Regions from separate parts of the Mus musculus genome. Here region 2 is linked to region 1. The links are chromatin contacts, called in public HiChIP or PLAC-seq maps. All regions are on one chromosome and are shown on one strand. The core of a region is the stretch at or near the end of the contact, and the rest is flanking DNA. Distances in the headings are between cores, read along the strand shown.

The links. HiChIP or PLAC-seq counts read pairs in DNA pulled down with a chosen protein or histone mark.
Region 2: a FOXA1 HiChIP or PLAC-seq map of pancreatic cancer cells shows a contact between it and region 1. The contact joins two enhancer-like sites. A contact is called at or near these places in 2 of 15 datasets of contacts at CTCF or cohesin (both in the NIH/3T3 cell line), 2 of 115 datasets of contacts at active chromatin or transcription factors (the NIH/3T3 cell line and pancreatic cancer cells) and 1 of 9 other capture datasets (embryonic stem cells).

What each region holds. Positions count from the first base shown.
Region 1 is chr2:131,398,662-131,404,904 of GRCm38.p6, forward strand. No RefSeq gene overlaps it. Among named protein-coding and RNA genes, the nearest start is that of Rnf24, 49 kb to the left of the region's middle. Within about 2 kb of position 3,645, at least 73 of the 459 cell types and tissues checked have an H3K27ac peak or open chromatin away from gene starts, as enhancers often do. A contact at or near this core is called in pancreatic cancer cells, where this site is marked.
Region 2 is chr2:131,754,891-131,761,133 of GRCm38.p6, forward strand. No RefSeq gene overlaps it. Among named protein-coding and RNA genes, the nearest start is that of Gm30986, 18 kb to the left of the region's middle. Within about 2 kb of position 2,506, at least 2 of the 459 cell types and tissues checked have an H3K27ac peak or open chromatin away from gene starts, as enhancers often do. A contact at or near this core is called in pancreatic cancer cells, where this site is marked.

The sequences.
Region 1 (6,243 bases), core at 2,395-4,894:
GTGCTAAGAGATAGTTCTCTGATTGTTTAGGAAAGCCCACACAATGTCTCTGGTCCTTAAGTTTATCCACTAAGAGATAGTTCTCTGATTGTTTAGGAAAGCCCACACAATGTCTCTGGTCCTTAAGTCTGCCCCCTTAATGCGGTTAAAGGTTAACCAATGATAAACTGCCAGCCCTAAACTGTGACAGAAAACTTCTCTAAAAAATGTATAGCCAGGCATGGTGGCGCATGCCTTTAATCCCAGCACTTGGGAGGCAGAGGCAGGCGGATTTCTGAGTTCGAGCCAGCCTGGTCTACAGAGTGAGTTCCAGGACAGCCAGGGCTACACAGAGAAACCTTGGGAAAAAAATGTATAAAAGGTGTGTGCTTTAGCTACTCTGGGTCGCTTCTATCCCGATTTCAGGACAACCACAGCATGCTGGGTCAATAAACCTCTTGCTTTTTGCATCCATCTCCGTCTCTACATCTCTGTGAGTGGGACATCCCAGATGTAAGGCTTTTTGGGTCTTACAATTTATTTATGCATATTCTGTTTATGTTCTCAGAGCCATGCTGGGAGAGCCATCGATCAACTGACTGAGCAAATATTGGCTATGCATATGATTATGACTTAATCAGACTTCTCTGGCTTGGCCACTTACGAGAATGGTGTCATCATTTTCTCCATTTCAGTCATATGACTGCACGTGATCAGTGATGACTGTCAGGTCAAGTGATCATCACTCTGTATGGATTCTCACCTTTTCTGTTAGTATAATCGGAATATGGCCAAGCTGTGTGATCTCGAGCAAATGACTTAACCTCTCTGACATTTGGCTGTTATCTTGGCCTAGGTCTCCTGAAGAAGAGCTTGAGAATAAGATTTATGAAGAAGTAGTTTTTTTTTTGTTGTTTTTTTTTTTTGTTTTTTGTTTTTTTTTGCGAATGTGACACCAGGAAGCAGGAAAGAGGGACAAAGGACTGAATCTGAGAAGACAGCCCATATGAGATGGATCACCAAGTTGGCTAATGCTGCAGGTGTCCAGGGCTCCATGCCATCATGACCTTCCCCATGAAGCCTTCTGAAATAGTTCAGATTTTTTTTTTCTGAATAACAAGCATTTACCCACTGGTTCCTATTGATGAAAAGAGGCCCACAGACTCTGAGTTCCCCACACTTACGAGATACATATGCCCCTTGGTTATCCTGCCTATCTATATTTGGGAAATGTGTTTGCTAGGTTTTTAATCAACATAATCTAGAGTCACCAGAGAAGAAGGAACCACAGTTGAGAAAATACCTCATTGCCTGGGATCTCTGACCTCATAGTCTTAGTTTAATTGGTAAATCTGAAATTAGTTGGCACACCAGAAATGAAGGAAGGGGGAAAGGGTCACTCTGCCAAGGAGAAAGAAGTCATTGCTCTTGGCCATCAAATTCAAGGAAGACATCAGAGAACCATTTTGTAAACAAAGGTCTTACTGGGTGGTGATTAAAACATTTGCATCAATCTTACAAAGTGGGGGTGGTATAAAAAGATTTGAATTCCTTGTCCGAAACACAAGTTTCATAGTATATGATAGAAAATTTCATACTTTATGTTTCTTACAGTGCTTAAGAAACATAACTTACTTTATTTGCTTATTTATTTATTTATTTATTTATTTATTTATTTATTTGAGACAGTTTCACTGTGTAGCCTTGGCTGACTTGGAACTTGCTATGTGGATCAGGCTGGCTTCAACTCACAGAGGTCTACCCGCCTCTGCCGTCTGAGTGCTGAGAGGAAAGGCCTGTGCCACTCCAGGTCCTACTTTGTTTTTTTGATAGAGGATCTGGGACGCCAGACTCACTGATCAGGCTATGGCTGGCTTGCAAGACTCAGACATCTGTCTATCTCCAGCTCCCAGTACTGTGATCACAAGCATATGCCTCCACACCCAGCTATTTGCACAATTTTAGGCACGCAGGTCCTCATGCAGTAAGCACACAACCAATTGGTCTACCTCCCTAGCCTTACAGAATTTATTGGCTTAGAACCCTACTCATCTAATCTCACGGATGTATGGATGTATGGCTCTTCTGTGTGCTTCCTCTGTCTAGGTTGGTAATCCAATCTTAGTAGCTCTCTCACATCTCTATGGGCAGCTGGCTGGGGGCTGGTTCAGATGGTTGTCATCTGGCTGATCCTTGCCTGGGTCAGTGGGGTCCTTGAGTAACATGATTTTTCATCCCTTAGAAGGCTATTGAGGGCGTACTTTTGGAGTGACTGCACAGATTCCCCAGGGAAGTAAAAATTCACACAGATTTCTGTCAAGTTGTCAAGCCAAACAACCCTCAGGAAGAGTCTAGATCCAGGATGTTCCCTAATGGGAGATGATAATACAAAGTCATAATGCAAAGGGCATATGCTGGGAGGGGACACAGGAAGGGGAATAACTGGTCACTTTTGCAAAAGTGGTCACTATCACAAAGGTTCAAGGGAAGTCGGTGGAAGGGAGACTAAAGAGTCCAAGAGATTGGAGGACTGGTTGGGAGTTGCTTAGTAGTGACTAGAGAGGGATGGGGTTTGCCTCCATTCCAAGATTGGTAGGTGTTGGTGGGTGGCGGGATGCTTTAAGGGATAGGAGAAAACAGGTCTCTGGATTTGAAGCCTCTGGATCCCTGAAGGCCTGTAACAATTAACAGAGCTGGGGATGTCAGCAAGTGACTGCTGGACAAAAGATCTGTCTGATGGTCTCAGTGAGTTGGAAGCCACTACTGGGAAGATGTGAGGCTCTGATAACACAGCAGTTGGGCAGTTCAGGTGAGATGTTGGGCCCTGAGGCCTCTGATGCTCCAGGCTGGAAGCTCATTGTTTAGCTCTTTCTTAGGCTTGTTGATTGCTGCAGAACAGAAGGAATTCTAAGCTTGTACTGTGTGGAGGCATCTTGTAAATCTTACGGACCACACATTTCTTCATGAGTTTATAGTTTGGTTTTTAATTTAAGAGACATTAGCTACACAAAGGAGGAACCTAGGGACGAATGAAAAAGGAGAAGGGATCGGTTTTGGGGGGGAGAGCTGATGTCAGGGAGAGAAGAAGGATCCACAGGGCAGGATATGTCTTCTTCAACAGAGTCCCTGTAGCTTAGGGTGGAAGAGGGTCAATATGGCAGCAGGGTTGGGTGCTGGGCTGTAGCTGGCTCTGTCAGAGTTGGAGTGGGGACAGTATTATGGTGGAAAAATTAGCCTTCCTGCTTAATGCTCTGGCTAAGGCTCCTGGGTGGTCTGTACTGACGTCAGCACAGCCCCCACCCCTTTCCTCTTTGCTGCTCTGAAAAGTCCAGCAACATCATGGCTTCCAGATGTGATTTCCAGATGTGGCCTGGAACATTTCCAGAAGGACCAAGGATACAGGGGCAGCAACAGCTAAGCAACAGCTAAACTTCCCCCCAACTCTTTCTCCAATGGCTGCCCCTCCCTGATTTCTATCGTTAGGCCAGTGTATCAGGTACCCACAAGCCCTGGGGGATGGGTAGGTAAATACCAATTCCAAAGTAACCTGAGCTGGACAGACACATCTTTACTCACGTTGGAAAGAATTTTAGGGCAGCAGAGAGCTCTCGGATGTTTCTGTTGTGAGCTGTCCCAGCAGCTCCAGGAGGAGGAAGTGAGCTATCTCCTGTGCTGAGGACCTGCCAGGGCTCTGGACTAGCGGACAGCTGCTGAAAGCCTCCCCTAATGGTAACAGCCTGGGCTCTGGTGTTTTACAGGGCTTTTACAGTATGAACAAAGGCCACGGGCCACCAAAACCAGGTGGGTGGCAGCTCTCTGATGCCTGAGCCAGCGCGTCTCAAGTAGACCTACACCTCATTTTTCTAATACTCTTGTTAACATGAAGACACTGACTGGGTGTATCTGGAATGGAGCCTCAGATTCTACATTTAAGAAAATGGTTTTCTAATTACATTAAAAAGCTGTGTGTGTGCATGACTCACTAAGCGCATTCTACAGTGAAGGTGTGAAGGTCAGAGGACAATTTGTGGGAGTTGGTTCTCTCCTTCCACCATGTTTGGGTTTGAAAGCAGCTGGAGAGGGATGGCATGTGGATGCCCTGGGTTTGATCTGCAACACATGTGTGCATGCATGTGAACACACACATACATACGTGTACACACACACACACACTCACAATCAAGGAAATAAAAATGGCTACTAGTCATTGCTAGGAAAAATTAAAACAGAATGCAGCCAGACAGTATGTAAATGAATAGGTATGGCCGTGTTCCAAAGGCAAAAGAAAAGAAAAAAGAAAAAGGAAAAACATTAAACAAAATAGGCAGTGAGCTAGGTTTTATTGTAGTTTGTTGACCCTTGGCCTTGAAGGAACACCATAGATATCTAGCCACCTTCGGAAGTCATGAGTAAAAACATGTTAGTTGAGTACAAATGTTAAAGACAGAGCACTGAGCAAACTCTGAGTGTGTGGATGCTGGGGAGAGTAGTACGTCAGTCAGAGTCCTGGCAGGAAAACAGAAACCATTTAAACAGAGGCAATTAAGTGCACGTAGTCAGTTGTAGGGGTGATGAAGAGCCTGGAAGGTAGTCACGGCAGTCAAGGAAGTTAGCAATGGCATAGAAATTGTTACTGATCCTTTGAAGCAGGGAAGGACCTAGGACACTACTAGAAGCAGGGACCATATAGCTACTGGGTGACTGTAGCTCATGCTGTCTCCCTCCTTTGCCCTTCCCTCTGTCACTCACTGGTCACCAAGCTATGATCTGGTGTGAGCATGTGACAGCCAGCTCCTGCTGTATAGGCTGATCGGGGAAAGGTGAGAAGGCTTAGGCTCAGCTGAAGGGACATCATCTGGAGTAATGTCTGGAATGTTAGGTCACTGATTGGCATAAGGAGGGAGGGTGATAGTCTGGGTGCAGGCTTAAGGTATCTGAGAGGTATAGAATGTAGGGAGGATATTCCCTTAAGCCAGATTTGATACTGACTTTATAGCAGGCTTTGGCAAATATGTGTCACATAGTCTTGTTTTGCCTAAAAATAAAATGTAAAAACCATTCTTAGCTCCCAAGTGACATAAAAACCAAGTCACAGGCAGCCACAGCTGATCTGTGAGATCTAGTCTGCCAAGCTGATCTTGAATGACTTATTTATTTGAGATAGAGTCTCACTATGTTGCCCAGACTGGTCTTGAACTACTGAGGTTAGCAATCCCCCTGCCTCAGCTTCCCACAGATCTGGGGACTACACTTGGATACCACTCTGTCTCGGTGTTTTGGGTAGTGCCAGGGATCACAGCCAGTGCTTTGCACAGGCCAGGCAAGCACTCTGCCATAAAACCATACTCCCAGCCAGAAAGGACTGCTTCAGGACTGGAGTGGACAGGAGCCTGAGGGAGGAGACATGAAGGCCAGAATGGACGCTGCCGATACTCCTGGAGAGTAAGAGATGAGTCAGAGATGTAGAATGGGTGGGGCAAAGATAACCACCACTATGACGCCTAAGGTAGGTATAGAGGGATTTCCAAACAGACACATTAAATAGTCACCCAGTTAACTCGGACTTCCCAAGCAATCCCTTGCTTCAGAAAGCCAAAGGGAAGTCCTGCCATTCAGGGTGACATCTTCACTATAGCCTTCCTTCCTCACCCCACCTCTAACCTTTGTTCAGGCAGAATGGGTGGAAGAGCAGGTCTCCACACTTTCAGGAAGTGAAGAGTCAGGCTGCCAGTGACTCACTTACTGCTCAGTCTAGAATTCAGGGACCTCTTTCCTCTTGTCCTCATTTTCAAGCCTTGGCTGCTGTTCTAGGACAACAGGGGAGCCCTTCCAGCACCCTCCCGTGCTTTCTTATGGGATTTGGGTCCAAAGTAGAAATGAGAGATAGGCAAAGCTCTCATCTAGCCCTGGGCTCTGACGCCTGCTGCTAGCCCTTGCAGCGGCCTAATCACAGGCTGCTTGTGTCTGACAGGGCTGGGGAGTGTCTCTATGGTCTACTAGAAGCAGAGAAACGGGGCTCTAAGTGCTACTTTGGTAAGATGAGGAAGGCAGAGCCCACACAGGGTGCCTTGCCAAGCTGGTTGCTATTGTAGATGACTTGAAACTGGAGTTTCATGCAGCCGGGGCTCACTGAAGTTATGTAGCATCAAAAAGATAGGGAGGCTTTCATGGAACCCCTTCTAGATCTTTCTCATAGGCACTTAACTCAGGAACAAACTGAGAAGCAAAATTGACCTTAGTCACGTGGGGTGGCTTGTGACAGAT
Region 2 (6,243 bases), core at 1,256-3,755, 360 kb after region 1:
CTTCACATGTGATAGGCAATATCCTCAACAATATCTTCAGATGCCAACTGTACTTTGGGATCCCTGGACCATTTTAGACTAACTTAGGTATGAATGCATGGGGCTCCCAGACCCTCTGAGTTTTAATAATTCACAAGAAAGACTCACAGAGTCACCAAGGCACTGTAATCTTAACTGCAGTTTTACTATGAAGGATACACAAAGGGCATTTATATGATTTATAATGCCTCTGGAGCCAGGGCACTTTGCTTACCCTGCATACCAGTGTGTTCAGCAGCCAAGAATGAGCTGCACTGAGCCCCAGTGTCTAGGTATTTCACTGAAGTTTCATTATGAAGCCACAATTGATGAAATAATAAGCCTAGACGTTGACCTCAATCTCCAGACTCTTCCCTGGGGATGCTGGGGTGTTAGCATTCTCTTCACTATGAAAACATTCCTGACTGAGGCAGAGAAGAAGATTTGTTTAGTTCATGACTTGGGCGGGGCACAGCCCACCCTGGTGGGGAAGGCCTGGTGTGTGCATAACAGATGAATATGTTGATGAATCTCTTCAAACCTTAGCAGACCTGGAGCCAGAGGGGTGGTGGAGCAAAGCTGGACCTCATAACCCTCTTGTGGATAGCCCTGGGGCTAATTATATTTGATGTTAATTCCATTCTCCTGTGTGTGGCTTCGAACAAGGAATGAGTCAGCACTCAGGTGAAACCTGCTTCCCACCATAATTTGTAAAATAAAGGAGAGCTGATGATTGGACAGATAAAAGGGAAGGTGGAAGGGAAAGTAGGGAGAGAAAGGAAGGAGAAATGGGAGAGGGAGAGGACTCAGAAAAGGAGGAAGAAAAGCAGAGCAGAAGCACATGGCCTGGAAAAACTGCAAGTTCTAAGGGGTGTCATAGATGTTGAAGATGGTAGTGTAGCAGTAGATCTGCCCAATATAGGCGCACACTATGTATTCATATTAATTGAGTTGTGTTTTCATTGCTGGGGCATATTTGGATGAAAAGATTTACCACAACATAACCCCAGCCCATGCTCCTGCCTGCTAGATTCCTTGTCAAAAATTCTGCAATCTCTTAAAATGATGCCACCTGCAAGGGACCAAGTCTTCAAGCATCTGAGCCTATGGGGGTCATTTCACATTGCAGCCACAGAACTGAGTGACAGAAGGTCATAACTCTCTGGTCACTTGTCCCCTGTCTCTAATGACCAGCTTCCATCCTCAGACTGTTCAGCAACCCACTGAAATCTCAAGAGCTTTTGATGCTTGGTCTAGGGATGTACTCTCTCTTGTATAGATGTCAGTGTATCAATTACTATAAGTCAGGTAGCCTGCAAGAGGATTTGAAATGGAAGAGCCAGGCTGGAGAAATATCTGGCTTAGACAGGGTTACCTTGGTTTCGTTGCCCACCTGGAATATAGTATCTTCTTCTGTAATATTGCCTTTTAAAACCTTGATTCAACAAAGAAAATAATGTATACATAGAAAAACACCAGAACAATCTATGATGATGTCATTAATAAGGGTCATCTTCACAGGAGACTAATCTAATTGCTAAATTATGTCCACATTTTCTTTACTTTATAAACACTTTAAATCTCTTGAGTTATTTTGTACTTAAAATATACAAAATTTGGAAATGTTTTGACAATTTAATTAACCTCTACAAACACCCACATCAAGATGAAGTACATTCCACTACCCTGAAAGTCCAGTCCCATCTCACCCCAAGCCACCCTTACTCTGATCTGAACGTACACCCTTGTTTGAGCTATTCTTGAACTTCACATAAGCAGGGGACACAGCCTGTGCTCCACTGCACTGTTCTCGGTCTCTTGGGATAGTGGGTTGAGCTACATTCATGCTGTTGGGTTGGCAAAATTAATGTTGTAAACATGGCTATAGTATCCAAAGTGATCTACAGAGTCAATGAAATCTCCATCAAAATGCAATGTTATCCTTCAGAGAACTAGACTATGCAATTCTGAAGTTCATACAGGAAAAACAAAAACAAGCAAGTGAACAATAACAACAAAATCCAATAGTCAAAGTCAGCATAAGCAGGAAGAGCAATGCTTGAGGTGTAACAATTCCTGGACTCAAACTGTATCCCACAGTCTATTGTAACAACAGCACGGGAGTCTCCCAAAAGCAAACATGTGGACCTAAAACATGTCTTGTAGCATCTTGTAGCTACCTATTTTTCAACAAGGTGTTAAATCATACATTGGACATAACAGACAGCCTCTTCAACAAGCATGAAAACTGTGTCCACCTATAGAAAAAAAATGGAGCTGGATCCATATCTCTCACCCTGAATTCAGTTCAAAATGAATCAGAGTCTGGAAATTTGAAACTACCAGAACAAAAATATCACTAAACCAACTCAATATAGGCACAGGCAAGGACTTTCTGAAAAAGACACCCATAGAACAGGGAATAATGCCAAGTACTGACACACTTGATTGATTACACAAAATCAAACAATCGCCAGAGCAAAGGGCAGCCTGCCCAATAGGAGGACATCTCTGCCGACCTGACACCAAACAGGATATGAGCACCTGCGGAATTCATAAGGGACCGCAAGAATTAATCCCAGGACCAATCACTCAATCAATCAATACGCTAATGCATTGAATTGGGCAGTTCTCAAAAGGAATAAAAATGGCCCGTGAGCCTTTGAGAAGCATTGAATATCAAGGACATGTAAATTAAAACTGCCTTGAGATTCCTTCTCAGGACAGGCAGAATGGCTATCATAGGGAGCGGGGAGACAAATGCCAACAAATGCTGTGTGAGGAAAGAGGAACTTACATGCTGCTGGCAGAATGTCAATTGTGCAGTCACTCTGGAAGTCAACACTGAAGTTCACCAAGGAACTAAAAGCAGAGCCCCCATATGACCCTGCTATACCATTCTTGATAGGACACCTAAAGAATTCCAGTCAGCATTCCAAAAAGATCCTTAGACATCCATGTTTATTGCTGCACTACTCACATTAGTTAGAGCATCGAACCAGCCTAGTCCATCCACAGAGGAATGCATAAAGTACACGTGATACATGTGCACAATGGAATCTTACTCCGCAGTAAAGAAAAGTGAAATTAAGACATTTGAAGGAAATGAATGAACTGACAAACATTATGTCTGAGCAAAATGCATTCAGAAAGTCACATGCCACGTGTTTTCTCTCATATGTGACACTGAGATTTAAGTTAGGGTGGGTGGTGAAAGGAGGGGACTGTGGGGGGTATTTTAAGGGAGGAAGGAGAAGAGAGAGTGATGGAATTCATGTGGCATGAAAGCAGAAGTGGGTGCTGTCAGGGGACAGGATGGGTGCTGTAAGGGGCACAGAGTTGGAAATGAATTAGGACAAAGTGTAACATATGTGTATGAAAAGGCCACATGAAACCAAGAACTTTGTGTGCAGTATTCAAAATGAACAAAGAGGAAAGAAAGAAGGAGAGAGAGAGAAGGAAGGAATAAATAAACTTGTCTATGTCATATCAAGCTGATTTCTTTTTATTGCTGCACAATATTCTATTATATCATGAACATTTAGATTGTTGGTAAGACTATTATGGGGTAGAGGATCTGCTATAAATACTTCTGTACAAGTATTTCTATGGATATTAGCCTTTATTTATCTTGGGTATTGAGTATACATGCCCACAAATATACATACATACATACGTATATACAGAGAGAGACAGAGATAGAGACAGACACACAGAGAGAGAGAGAGAGAGGGAGAGAGAGAGAGAGAGCTAGGAATTTAATTTCTGTGTACTGTGTATCAAACTTTTTAAATAATTCAGCTTATTGTTTTCTAACATTCACACCAAAATGAGGGCCCTGGCTGTGCTGCCTTCTAACAACACTCAGAACTGCCAGGCTCGGCCTTAGATGCTCTACTCCAGTCAGCCTGAGATACCCTTAGCACTAACTTGCATCTTGTTGAAGATGCATCACTCTGTTTTTCATCTGCCTTGGGGAACCCATCCGTGTTCTTTCTCAAACATCTGTCCCAATCATTTACCTTTTCAATTGAGAGCATGCTTACCTTTATACCAATATTTTCATACCAGCCTTTCCATTTTTCCTCTCCGGAGCCTGAGAGGTCAGTGACTGAGCTCATGGAAGCATGTGTTTTGGGGTAGGGCTCTTCTTCTTTCTTCTTCTTCTTCTTCTTCTTCTTCTTCTTCTTCTTCTTCTTCTTCTTCTTCTTCTTCTTCTTCTTCCTTCTCTTCTTCTTCTTCTTCTTCTTCTTCTTCTTCTTCTCCTTCTCCTTCTCCTTCTCCTTCTCCTTCTCCTTCTCCTTCTCCTTCTCCTTCTCCTTCTCCTTCTCCTTCTCCTTCTCCTTCTCCTTCTTTTCTCCTTCTCCTTCTCCTTCTCCTCCTCCTCCTCCTCTTCCTCCTCCTCCTCCTCCTCCTCTTCCTCCTTCTCCTCCTCCTTCTCCTCCTCCTCCTTCTTATTCTTTTGCTACACACCATCTGTGCTATTGTGTGGGACAAAGAGCGTGTTATTTTTCATTCTCAAATAGTATCTCATAGAAGCATGGACATTTGCCAACTCAACTGTTTGTTATTGATCAATAGTTGGGTTGTTGCTAGCCTCAGATATAATGCTGCTAGAGGTATTTTTTGTCACTGTTTGTTAGAAAAAATAGGCACTCATTTCCTGTTACAATGTAGTCATGAATCATAAGTTGGTGATTAACTTGATAAGAAATTATAGTGTAATTTTTGAAGTATGTGCAGTAATTTTGACTCAAGATAAAAATGATAATTATAACAGCTCCAGTCTTTGCCAACCTTTGATATCTCCACTTTTTAATTATCCTGTATTCTGTTGGCTGGATATCATAGTTCTGATTTGTGCTTCTTGGTAAGATTTTTTTAAGATGACATGTCTCAATGATGACAGGATTAGTATTAAAATCAGAGCAGCCAAACTGTTTTGTTGTTTTGGACATTTGCATTTGTGGAGCGATGCTTAGGGGATAGAATGAGATCATCTCACCTTGAGAAGGCAGCAATTACAGTAATGGATACCAGTAAAAGTTTGCATTCTTATTACCAAAGGTCCTTTCAAAGCCTCCTGTCTCTTCCTGGAACACAGACATTTAAAAACCTAAGGGGTGTCTTATTTTCACCATCTATACTGTGGTTAGGTTTGTTCTCTTGAAGTACACATGCTTAGAAGGGTCATGGTAGCAAGAAGGAGTAAAAGGAATTATTTATTCTAGCTAGCCCGTACAAAAGACACAAGATCCCCATGTTTTATTTACAAGCTGTAAGCCTAGACTGGGCAGGTTGTCAGCTACTCTAACTTCCATCCCAGCCATAGGGCCTTTGCTGTGTGAGCCTTACCTGGGTTGCCTTTTGCTCCATCTTTTTTGCCTGAGTGTCCATGTCCTCAGGGGCCACTTTTCCAGTCACATACTCCTGGTCCTCCTCTCATGGCAGCTTTCTCCTCTCTCCATCTCCTTTCTTCTCCCCTGCCCCCATGGTCTCTCTCTCTCTCTCTCTCTCTCTCTCTCTCTCTCTCTCTCTCTCTCTCTCTCTCTCTCTTCCTCCCCCCTCCACTCGATTCTCAGATCCTGTCCTTCTCTGTCTACTGCCCAATCACAGCCTCTAGACTTTTATCAATCAATAGCTTTAAATTTGGGAGCAAAGTTTACATAACAAAGGTCAGTATATGTGAAGATACACTCTTCTGGGGGCAACCAGATCTTAGAGTTCAGAATTTAGTATTTGTATACACACCAGATCAACCCCCAGCAAGAAGGACTAGAATTGAATGGCTCAACTGATGCCTGCTGAAGAGGAAAGTTTGTCTTGCTTTACCACATATTTGATTTTAAGTAATATTTTATATTAAAGAATGCCCTGCACTACAGACAAAATGGTATTTGGATTTTACCAATTATTTACTTACTGAATGTCACTTAAATGAATTAAAATCTTTCTAAAGGAACCACATGTATCCAGACAGCAGTGTGTTAACAGGTATGATGACTGAAACACCATCCTGTCCAATGGGAACCCGGACAGTGATGTAGAGTTAAGGACCAAAGACTGTTCTTTTCATGAACAGTGTCCAGCATAATATTCTGGATTAAGAGGCTGGAGAGATGGTTCATGTTGTATAAACCTGGGGCCTGCATTCAGATCCTTAGCACCTTATAAAGGCCAGGTTCAGTAGCTAAAGAGGTAAGTGATGGGGAAAACAGAGCATCG